Linked DNA regions of Sus scrofa: all the other regions are linked to region 1. The links are chromatin contacts, called in public Hi-C, HiChIP or PLAC-seq and promoter capture Hi-C maps. All regions are on one chromosome and are shown on one strand. Each heading gives the region's core, a stretch centred on a gene start, on an enhancer-like site or on the middle of the called end of the contact. The rest is flanking DNA. Distances are from core to core; before and after follow the strand shown.

Region 1 (2,540 bases), core at 21-2,520:
GCACACCACGCCTGCCCCTTGGGAAAGTGACTCTCGCCCTGATGCCCACCACTGGCCCTCTCACACCAAAGCAGGTGCAGGACAGATTAGACGTGGTCACTGATCTGATGAGCAAACCTTCCAGACATCCACTCGGGGTGTCAGGTGCTGAGGATACAGGTGAGAGGTGGACCTTGGCTTGGCTCGGGGGTCCCTGCCACGTAGACCCTGGTCAGCCCCGCCGGGGGATCAGGGCTCAGAACCAAACCGACCCCACCTAGGAGCCCAAGGACGCGAGGGTAGCGCTTCTCTTCCCGAAGTCGTCTCCGCCCGGCCTCAAGCTCCAGAGGCTCTTCCAGGCCAGCTCCAGCCTAGAGTCCTGCACCACGGGCTGCAACCCCCTGCACGGGAAGCACCCTCATGCTAGACTGGCCGGGCCGCAACGGAAGCTGCGGGGACCCGCCCCTCTTGGGCCCCCGTCGCCCCTCACTCACCCCCAGCCTCGGCCGTGGCGTCCCGGCTCACAACATCCGCCCAGCCTCTCGCCTACGGCGCCCGTTCAGGGCCAAACCGCGATTCTGCCGCGCAAGCGCATCGGCCCGCGCCCGGCCTCCGCCAGAGGGCGCCACCTGCAGCCTCCAGCTGGAATGTCCCGGCCCCTGCCTTTTGCCCAACCGCCTCACTGCCCAAATGCCTCCGACCCTCGTCTACTTAGGAGGCGCTCCTAGCCCAGTCTTGTCGCCACGCTGAGTCCTAGGAGACCTTGGCCTCCTACCTCAACTCCTACCGGTATTTGGAGGCCCAGCCCAGAGGTCCCCTCGGACGTCTGAAAGGCTGCTCCTCCCAGGGTCCCTGGTACCTGTCAGCCTCACTTCCATTCAGGCCAGACAAATGACCTCGCTCATCTTCCCTGGGATAGCATCTCTGGCAGAGCAAGGGGAGCTCGGTGGGCTCTGCTGCCAGGGGTGTGGGTCGACCTGCCTCCAGCTGGGGCTAAGTCAGCAAAAGGGGTAAGCTGCTTAGGGGGTTGGGTAGGGAACTTGACTTTACAGGAGAAAAGTTGAGGCTCAGAAAAGTTAAATATCACCACTTATGCTGGGGGCTGGGGGCTGAGGGCTGGAACCCGGCTCTGGCAGCAACCCCATACACACTGCTCTTCCTTTCAGAGCAGCCTAGGCTGTAGGGATGCCCCTGCCCTTCCCCAGCCCCAGCACCTCAGGTGTCCCCATTAAACCTTTCCAACACTGTCCACTACATAGGGAGGCCTCTTGGGAGCTAGCTGTGCCAGAGCGAAGACACTTGTACCTCACCTAGGGGGCCTGAGGTCTGGCACCACCCCTATTCCTGCCACTGGGTTTCAGGTCAGGCCCCAGCAGGCCTTGAGTGGGGGTGTGGAGCCAGAGCCACCCAATCCCGTAGGGACTAGTTTCACAACTTCCCGGATGGGGCTGTGGTGGGTCACAGTGCAGTCTCCAGCCAGGAGGATGGGGTGGCTCCCACTCCTGCTGCTTCTGACGCAGTGCTCAGGGGCCCCTGGTAAGTGCTCTTCCCCCTCACCCCCAGCCCTGATCCCCGCCTGCATTCAGAAAGGGGTTGGCCCTAGGCCCATCCCGCTATTCCAGCCAGAAACTTACTTTCCTACTGGGCATGGAGCAGTGAGCAACCTTAGCTTCTTGAGCAGAGCTGGGCAGCCCCAGGAACACATAAACACACTGCCTATTCTGGCCTACACTAAAACATCTGCTGCAGGAGTTCCCATTGTGGCTCAGTGGAAAGGCATCCGACTGGGGACCATGAGGTTGTGGGTTCGATCCCTAGCCCCATTCAGTGGATTAAGGATCTGGCATTGCCGTGAGCTGTGGTATAGGCTGCAGATGCGGCTTGGATCTGGCATTGCTGTGGCTCTGGTGTAGGCCAGCGGCTACAGCTCCGATTAGACCCCTAGCCTGGGAACTTCCATATGCTGCAGGTGTGTCCCTAAAAAAAAAGTCTGCTGCAGCATTGAGGCAGTGTTAGGACCACACACGCAGGCAGTAATCTCTCATAAGACTGATCTAACCCTCTAGCAGATGCCCTTACCCTGATGAGAGCCTATACTTGGAGTCAGAATACTTGGGTTTGGCTTCCGCCTATTTAGTATGATAACTCCAACCGTTACCATTCTTATCTGAGAAATGAGAGGAGCCAAGCCCCATAGGGCAAGCACCATCACCTGCTACTCTCGTAGAGTATATGTTTTACATCTGAGCCTAGTGCCTTGCCCATTAAACAAGCGTACTAGTGATAACTACCATGTGTGGGCCTGCTTCTCCCACCCCATACAGGGGTTTGACCCTTGAATGGACCCACAGGATCCATGAGAGAGGCCATGCAGTTTGATTTCCTGAATGAATAAAGTGTGGATGTGCTGATATTCACATGATGCTACAAATATCCACCCTGCAGGGCAGCGCTCGCCCTTAAATGACTTCCAGGTGCTCCCGGGTACTGAGCTGCAACACCTGCTACATGCAGTGGGGCCTGGGTCTTGGCAAGAGGATGTGGCAGATGCTGAGGAGTGT
Region 2 (2,540 bases), core at 17-2,516, 460 kb before region 1:
GTGCCTTCCGTGGGGGATTTTCAGACATCACTCAGGACAAGGGACTTCTTTTCTGCCTGCCTCGCCCTTCCCAAGCAGAGGTGGGATAGGGTGAGGACAGACATTCCCTATATCAATTCTATCTTTACTCCCAAATATTCAGAAGAGATTGCGGGTAGACAAGTGTTGGGGCAGTGAGGACAGGGGTGGAGCCGGGCTCGGCTGGTGCTCAGCCTTGCCTGGATCCCCCTGGCCATGCCCCCTTTCCTTATTTCTAAGGAATAGGAGACAGCTGTGTCTGCCCATGGGCAGTGAGGCCTGGGACTTGGTGCCTTGGGGAAGGGGTTTCTAGGGTGGCCAGGTTCTTGGCAGGAAGCTCCTATCCCACCCTTGCCTGCTTCTCCCCTAAGGCCTTGGTGCTCAGAGGTGGGTGGTGGGTGTTAAGGCCCCCCCTTCAGGGATGCTGGGGGAGGCCTTGACCTTGGGGGTGAATTGGGGCGGGGGTGTTCGTAGAACAGCTGTGTCACTTGCTTCTCAGCCACTGGCTCTGATCCGATTAATCCATGGCCTCTGCTGTTCCTAGCCAAGCTAGTCTCTGTCTCATGTATGCCCCCCTCCCCGGTGTTGGGAAAGAACCACAACCCTCCCCTGCCCTCGGAGTCAGGACTCCAGAATTCTCTTCCTCCTGACTCATGGCACCACCACAGCCAAGCCCTAGCACACCTCAGTTTCTCTCTGTGTTACACGAAATGGCTCTGTCCTTTCCCCTGGCTTCAGGGAGTGGGTGAAGGGGAAGCTGTGAGCAAAGGGCAGGGGACTCAGCTTTGGCTAAGAGTGCCAGGGGCCTGGGAGGACTAAAGAGAAAGGCATTAGGATGGTGGCATCCTTGAAAACCTAAACTACCCAAGCTCCTTCCCTGTTGATGGCTGAGAAACAGGAAGGGACTGGCTCTCCCTCTTGATCTGGAGCTGGTGTAATCCCCAGATCACAGCTTACCTTGGTTATAAGAGACCCCAAGACTCTTACCTTCCAAAGGGCCTTGAGGACTGCCGGTGGGACAGAGTCACATAGGAGAGGCGCTGAGCAGCATTTCAATCTGCCCCCACCTCCCATCTCCAGATACCCTGGATGCTAACAGAAGCCATTTGCCAAGGGTTGGGTGTTCCCACTGGCAGTTCCTGAGGAGCCAGGCCTGGCTTCAAGGTCACTCATCATGTGGGTGTTGGGGTCCTCAATCCAAACTGGAAGAAGCAGGGACTGGCTGGGCTGGGCTGCTGTGGGAGGCACCAAGGCAGCGTGATGTGGGGTCCCTGGGCGGGCCAGTTGTGGCCAGGCTGGGGGAGGGGCTGCCTGTTTGTTGATGCTAGGCCTGGGCCCCAGCCAGGGCAAACACAGCTCGGAGGCCTTTCCCGCCACCTGCCGAATCTCCCAACCCAGCCCGAGGTGGCTGGACATCTGGCAGCCGTTACGGGGCTCTGAGAGGTACCAGGCGCCTTCTGCCAGAGGCCAGAGGGAATATCCATCCACATAGCTGCAGCACTGGGGGCAGCCACGTGGAGTGGAAGGTGGAGGAAGTTTTATCTCAGCCTTCAGCCGGGCCCCCTGCCTCTGCTCCCTCATCTCCAGAAACTGCTAAACACACAAGGCAGAACTTAGGGTCCCAGGATCTCCCAGACCCTCCTTCCAGGGTCCCGGCAGCCCTTTGCTCTGTTCCTCCCTCTTTAGTCACATCTTCTCAACCTCCAGCTAGGTAGGCTCCTCTCACCATGCCAGCACCTCCCCTGGCACACCATCTACACAGAAACCCCAGACCCTCTCTCTCTCTCTCTCTTTTGTTTTGCTTTTTAGGGCCACGCTTGCAGCATATGGAGGTTCCCCAGGCTAGGGGTCTAATCAGAGCTACAGCTGCAGGCCTACGCCACAGCCACAGCAATGCCAGATCTGAGCCACATCTACGACCTGCACCACAGCTTAACCCACTGATCGAGGCCAGGGACTGAACCTGCAACCTCATGGTTACTAGTTGGATTTGTTTCTCCTGCGCCACAATGGGAACTCCCAGACCCTCTTTTACAGTGGAGCTCCATCTTCACCTCCAACCCAGTCCTCCCCAGAGCCTAGCATCTTTATCCACCAGCTCCCTGGACACACTGCAAGCACCTGTCTCGCACCCAGCTGGCTTCCCTGACATCCTCCCAACCTGCTCCTCTTCCCAGTTGGCCTCTTCATCCCCCACTGCCTGGTTGGCCGCACACGTTCCTGTCCCACCTCCTTGGCGAACTCTCACTTGTTCCTCAAAGCCCAAATGAAAGGTCACCTCTGAGAATCCTGCCTGAGCCCCCAGGAAGAACCAGCTCTCCCTGTACTTACTGCAGCTGCTTTCATCACCCCACTGCATGGCCACAGCCTCAGTGTCTCTGGGTGCGCCTGTCTTTTCCTCTAGACAGGAAAGCTCTTGCCAGGTTAGCTCTAAAAGCAGCTCAGGAAAAACCTGATGGAGAAGCAATCTGTGGCATTGGCTCTGCCAAGGGGAGGAAAGGCACATGCCAGGGTGGGGAAGA
Region 3 (2,540 bases), core at 18-2,517, 360 kb before region 1:
GTTCTGGATCAAGGCAACTCCAACCGGGTAGTTAAAACATTAATCAAAGTATCTTTATTAATAAAAGGAGCAAAATGAAGTTTAAAAATTACTGATAAAAAACTTAAAATCTTTCAGAAACCCGATGCTGAGCTGACTGAAATCTACTCCATTTATAACGCAACGGCTGGTCCAAAGCTGTTTCAATCAGACAAGAGCAAACCTCGACATGACTTAATTCCTAGGTAACAATAACCACCCCAGAGGCTGCCAGCCTGGCCCCGCGGCGCACAGGGAGTGATACAACATCACACAGCTAGACGGCGTTCGATGTGTGTAAGGTCCGAGAAACTAGTTACAGCCGTCCCTGGCGCCTGTTCAAAGAACATCTGCTGAATTAATAAATGGAAAAGAACCATCTGGGAGAAACAAGGCATTGGGTATAATCTCTGATGCAGCCCCTGATCGCCTGGGCAGTGCCCGGACCCACCTCCGTGGGGTGTCGCGGCTGAGATGGCGGCGCCACGGCCTGCGAGACCGACTCAGGCGTCCTGCTTTCTCTTCCTGCCTGCACACGCGCCTTCCCCCAAGAGATTCCCAGCCCGAAGATCAGCCTTCACCTAACAGCTTTCACCGAAGCTGCGGGGCGATGGCGGCTGGAGACTACCAGGGCGCCCCTGAGAAGTACCCGAAACAGACGACGATTCAGTTCAGCTGGGGAGTCAGAAACACGTCCCGGTAGGGGTACACTCAAAGCCCGAAAGAAGCGGGCCTCGAACTGGGCGGCAGAACGCCCTCTGAAAGTTGACAACGCTGGTGGCGAGGAGGGGCGCGGCCCTCCAAAGCCTCTGGTAGCCCTTCGGGAGATCTGGCTGGGGCTGATGGGCCGCCGCCCGCGGCTGACAGGAAGGCTCTACAGAGTCTACCCCAAGAGCAGAAACTTCCAGTCATTACGGGTGGATGCCGCACTTACCCCCAAGAAAGACAGAAGTAGCAGCAGTAGCGGTTTTATGCTCCAGATTTGCAGCAGGGTCCACCGCTTCACAAAATGGCGCCTCCGTCGAAGGCCGTCTCCTACCCACAGTACCTCGCGCCTATCCCTTCCCCTCCTCCCCCGCCTCCTAAGGAGAAGTCCAATCCAGAAGGTTTTTGGCTGAGCGAGGGCTGCTGGGAAGTGTGGTCGCTAGGGCAGCCTGTCACTTAACTACGCCCAGTGTCAATTTCCTGCGTATTTCTCTTTCTTCAAAACCACCGCCAAGTCCTCAATCTGTCTTTTGCAGAACTCTCACCTTTATTAGGCAAAGTAATTATTTGCCTTGGCTACAAAGGTCTTAGAGAGTACAGTTTGCTTTCACTGATAGGATGTAAACCATCACGATTAATCTGGCTTTAAGAGAAGGAACATAGGTTGATTGCCTATTGCATCATTGAAAAGTAGATTAGATTATTGGGCCACAACCTTTACAAATAATATATTTTTATTTTAATGACCTAGGAAGTGAGTATTAAACCCATTTACAAGTGAGGAAATTGAGGTTTATGGAAATTAAGATTTTTTTTTCTTTTTTAGGACCCCACCCTGCATCATAGAGAAATTTCCAGGCTAGGGGTCCAGTCGGAGCTACAGCTGCTGGTCTACCCCACAGCCACAGCAATGTGGGATCCGAGCCCCCGTCTGCGACCTACATCACAGTTCAAGGCGACAACATATGCTTAACCTGCTGACCTTAACCCACTGAGCAACGCCAGGGATTGAACCTGCATCCTCATGGATGCTATTGGGTTCATTACCACTGAGTCCCGCGGGAAATTCAAGACGACTTTTTTTTTTTTTTTTTTTTTTTTTTTTTTTTTGGTCTTTTAAAGGGCCACACCCGCAGCATATGGAGGTTCCCAGGCTAGGGGTCTAATCAGAGCTGTACCCACCGGCCTACAATAGCAACACCAGATCTGAGCTGCTTCTGCGACTTAGGCCTCAGCTCAGGGCAACTCGGGATCCTTAATCCACTGAGCTAGGCCAGGGATGGGACCGGAAATCTCATGGTTCCTAATCAGATTCCTTTCCGCTGCACCACAACGGGAACTCCTGAAGACTATTCTTGAAGGCAGTCCAGAATATCATTCCATTAATATTAGTCTAAGGCAAGGGCTCAGGGAAGTTATATACCAGGGTTATTTTAAGAGTTATTACTTGGCCTTCCTTTTTTCTTTCTTTCTTTTTCTTTTTCTTTTTTTTTTTGTCTTTTTCCTTTTCTAGGGCTGCTCCTGCAGCATATGGCAGTTCCCAGGCTAGGGGTCTAATAGGAGCTATGGCCACCCGCCTACAGCAACGTGGGATCTGAGCCGCATCTGCAACCTACACCACAGCTCACTGCAACACTAGATTCTTAACCCACTGAGCAAGGCCAGGGATGGAACCTGCAACCTCATGGTTCCTAGTTGGATTCATTAACCACTGCACCACACCGGGAACTCCTGCTTGGTCTTCTTTCTAAGAGCATCTCGAAGTTAACAGCCAAAACCAACCTTGTCTCCTTCACAGCCTTCCCTGGACTGTGAGT
Region 4 (2,540 bases), core at 19-2,518, 310 kb after region 1:
TGGGTCGCAGACGTGGCTTGGATCCTGTGTTGCTATGGCTGTGGTATAGGCCAGCTGCTGCAGCTCCGATTAGACTCCTGGCCTGGGAACTTCCATATGCCTCAGGTGCGGCCGTTGAAAAGACAAAATAATAATAATAATAAAGAAGCCACTAGCCAAGGAAGAAGCTGAAGGAGGGCAGACCGGCAAGGAGTTCATTGTGCCAGGGCCTGAGGTGGAAAGTTAGCGTCAATGACAAATGGAGAACACAAGGAGAAGCAGGTGCAAGAAGGAGATGAGCTCAGATCCAGATGGAGATATCTGGGGCAAGTGCTTACAAGAGGCTCAGAAAAGGAATTTGGGTTAGAGACAAAGTTCTAGTCAAGAGGTCAGTAAGTAGCCATTGGAGGGGATAAGGTCTCACCTGGGGAGAACGGCAAGAAGACCTGGGGGCCTAAACCTATTCGAAATCCTATTGACTCACAATCCTGGGTGAGGTGGCAAAGAGGTAGATGGATAGAGTCAGGATCCAAGGGAAGGGGCATTTCATAAAAACGGTTATCTGCACAAGTGTTTGTGGACTGAGAGACTGAGTGTTCCTTAGCAAATGTAGTACAGATTTGTTGTTGTGGGGTGGGGGGATGGGGGGCAGTTAGAGCTGAAACAAGACAGCCTGTGCCCCAAATGGACTAGGTCCTGTTCTAGGAGCTAATATATAATGCCTGAGAATCACCTGAGGGCTTGTTAAAATCTATATCCACAACCAGCCTCCAGAGTTGTTGACGTGGAAAGTCTGGGGATTTAGGATCTTACTCAATGACCTTTAGCTGAACCCATAAGGACAGCCTTCCTGCTCCAACTCTCTTCTTTCCTGTAAAGGGTCAGTGTGGCCCAAGCCACACTCTGTTGTTGGCTCTGGAGTGGGAACACAGGCCTTTTTGAACTGATACCAACCTCTTCCCTTCAGGGTGCCTGGTGACTCACCCCTCCATGCCCACTTTTTTTTTTTTTTTCTTCAGTTTATGCCTTGAGCTGCCAGAAAAGGGAACTTCTGAGATTCCCATGTGGCTGACCCTGGCTGGTGAATATTCCTTCTCAGACTTGAAGCTGCTTGCCCCCTTCAACTGTCCATACCAACCCTCTCCTTTTCAGGAAGACTCAGAATAAAGCCAGTTAACACTGCATCTTCCTACCCAAGAAACTAGACATCTTCCCCTAGCACACACACACACACATTCTTTCTCATACAACCACACAACTGCTACTGGCTCTGACCTGTACCCACTCCACCCCATTGTGAATCAGCAGCTCAAATTAAACAAGTAAAAGTGAAGGAATCCCAGTGAGCCTGCCTGAGGTCCTGGCCTTTGGTAGTAGTGCCTCCAGGACATCGCTTGATCTGGGGGCAGGCAGCAGCATATAGGCCACAGGTCTTCTGAAAAGGGAATGAGCCCTTCTGTTTCCCAATAGGTTCAGAGCCTCCATTTTAGTAGTTCTTCCAGAAATGCTGCTGTTAAATTTTTTTTTGGTGTTTTTTTAAAAACATAATATCTGATAAAATATATATATGTAGATTAAATCACAATGTACACACTAAATATTTTACAATTTTATCTGTCAAGTATACCTCCATAGAACTGAAAAAAAAAGATAAAATTCATCTGATTCAGGCATTTCTTGCACAATTACCCCTGTATCAGATGACTTCCTTATTCTGTCTCAATGTCGTTCTACAAACATTATTTAAAACAAGCTTATTTTCGGAGTTCCCGTCGTGGCGCAGTAGTTAACGAATCCGACTAAGAACCATGAGGTTGCGGGTTTGGTCCCTGCCCTTGCTCAGTGGGTTAACAATCTGGCATTGCAGTGAGCTGTGGTGTAGGTTGCAGACGCAGCTCGGATCCCGCGTTGCTGTGGCTCTGGCGTAGGCCAGTGGCTACAGCTCCGATTCGACCCCTAGCCTGGGAACCACCATATGCTGCGGGAGCGGCCCAAAAAAATAGCAAAAAAAAAAAAAAAAAAAAAAAAGCAGCTTATTTTTAAAGAGGCATTTCTATCTTGATCAGTCTTTTCATACAGGTTCTAACTTTGGGGTAATACTGGGTAAAAAAAATACTGGAACTGGCTATAGATTTCCCCAAGAGAACACAGCATGGATTTATAAAGAATGGGCAGGGATCCCTGTCAGAGTACTATGAATTTGGCAGGTTTTTGTTTTTACAATCACCAAATAGGCTGGAAGAGCATGCTTTTATACATGGAGGTGTGACACACCTGGGCTGGCACTAAAATAAAGCCCAGAGGAGTTCCCGTCTTGGTGCAGCGGAAACGAATCTGACTAGGAACCATGAGGTTGTGGGTTCGACCCCTGGCCTCGCTCAGTGGGTTAAGGATCCGGCGTTGCCATGAGCTGTGGTATAGGTCGAAGATGCAGCTTGGATCTGGTATTGCTGTGGGTCTGGTATAGGCTGGCAGCTACAGCTCTGATTAGACCCTTAGCCTGGGAACCTCCATATGCCTTGAGTGCAGCCCTATACAGACAAGAGACAAAAAAAAAAAGA

What was found. Promoter capture Hi-C pulls out the DNA fragments that hold promoters and counts their contacts. A called contact is a pair of places that touch in the nucleus more often than the background predicts. HiChIP or PLAC-seq counts read pairs in DNA pulled down with a chosen protein or histone mark.
Region 2: a contact with region 1 is called in a Hi-C map of embryonic fibroblasts, with 2.0 times the contacts expected there. The contact joins the promoter of SLC38A3 here to the promoter of MST1 in region 1. A contact is called at or near these places in 1 of 5 promoter capture datasets (fetal skeletal muscle), 1 of 47 Hi-C or Micro-C datasets (embryonic fibroblasts) and 1 of 2 datasets of contacts at active chromatin or transcription factors (skeletal muscle).
Region 3: a promoter capture Hi-C map of fetal liver shows a contact between it and region 1, with 2.2 times the contacts expected there. The contact joins the promoter of RBM5 here to the promoter of MST1 in region 1. A contact is called at or near these places in 2 of 5 promoter capture datasets (fetal liver and fetal skeletal muscle) and 1 of 2 datasets of contacts at active chromatin or transcription factors (skeletal muscle).
Region 4: a contact with region 1 is called in an H3K27ac HiChIP or PLAC-seq map of alveolar macrophages. The contact joins the enhancer-like site here to the promoter of MST1 in region 1. A contact is called at or near these places in 1 of 5 promoter capture datasets (fetal liver), 4 of 47 Hi-C or Micro-C datasets (heart right ventricle, mesenteric adipose tissue, retroperitoneal adipose tissue and 1 more) and 2 of 2 datasets of contacts at active chromatin or transcription factors (alveolar macrophages and skeletal muscle).

The regions. Positions count from the first base shown.
Region 1 is chr13:32,218,775-32,221,314 of Sscrofa11.1, reverse strand. It overlaps MST1 (hepatocyte growth factor-like protein), which reads left to right and starts at 1,270. Exons shown (of 16, transcript XM_021068776.1): 1 at 1,270-1,515; 2 at 2,425-2,540. The coding sequence starts at 1,422. All of the region lies in intron 1 of RNF123 (E3 ubiquitin-protein ligase RNF123), which reads right to left.
Region 2 is chr13:32,681,857-32,684,396 of Sscrofa11.1, reverse strand. It overlaps SLC38A3 (sodium-coupled neutral amino acid transporter 3), which reads right to left and starts at 1,266. Exons shown (of 16, transcript XM_005669590.3): 1 at 1,006-1,266. The coding sequence starts at 1,092.
Region 3 is chr13:32,578,507-32,581,046 of Sscrofa11.1, reverse strand. RBM5 (RNA-binding protein 5) reads right to left here and starts at 1,267. Exons shown (of 25, transcript XM_005669588.3): 1 at 953-1,267.
Region 4 is chr13:31,910,264-31,912,803 of Sscrofa11.1, reverse strand. No RefSeq gene overlaps it. Among named protein-coding and RNA genes, the nearest start is that of GPX1, 5.8 kb to the left of the region's middle. Within about 2 kb of position 1,268, at least 22 of the 83 cell types and tissues checked have an H3K27ac peak or open chromatin away from gene starts, as enhancers often do. A contact at or near this core is called in alveolar macrophages, retroperitoneal adipose tissue and subcutaneous adipose tissue, where this site is marked.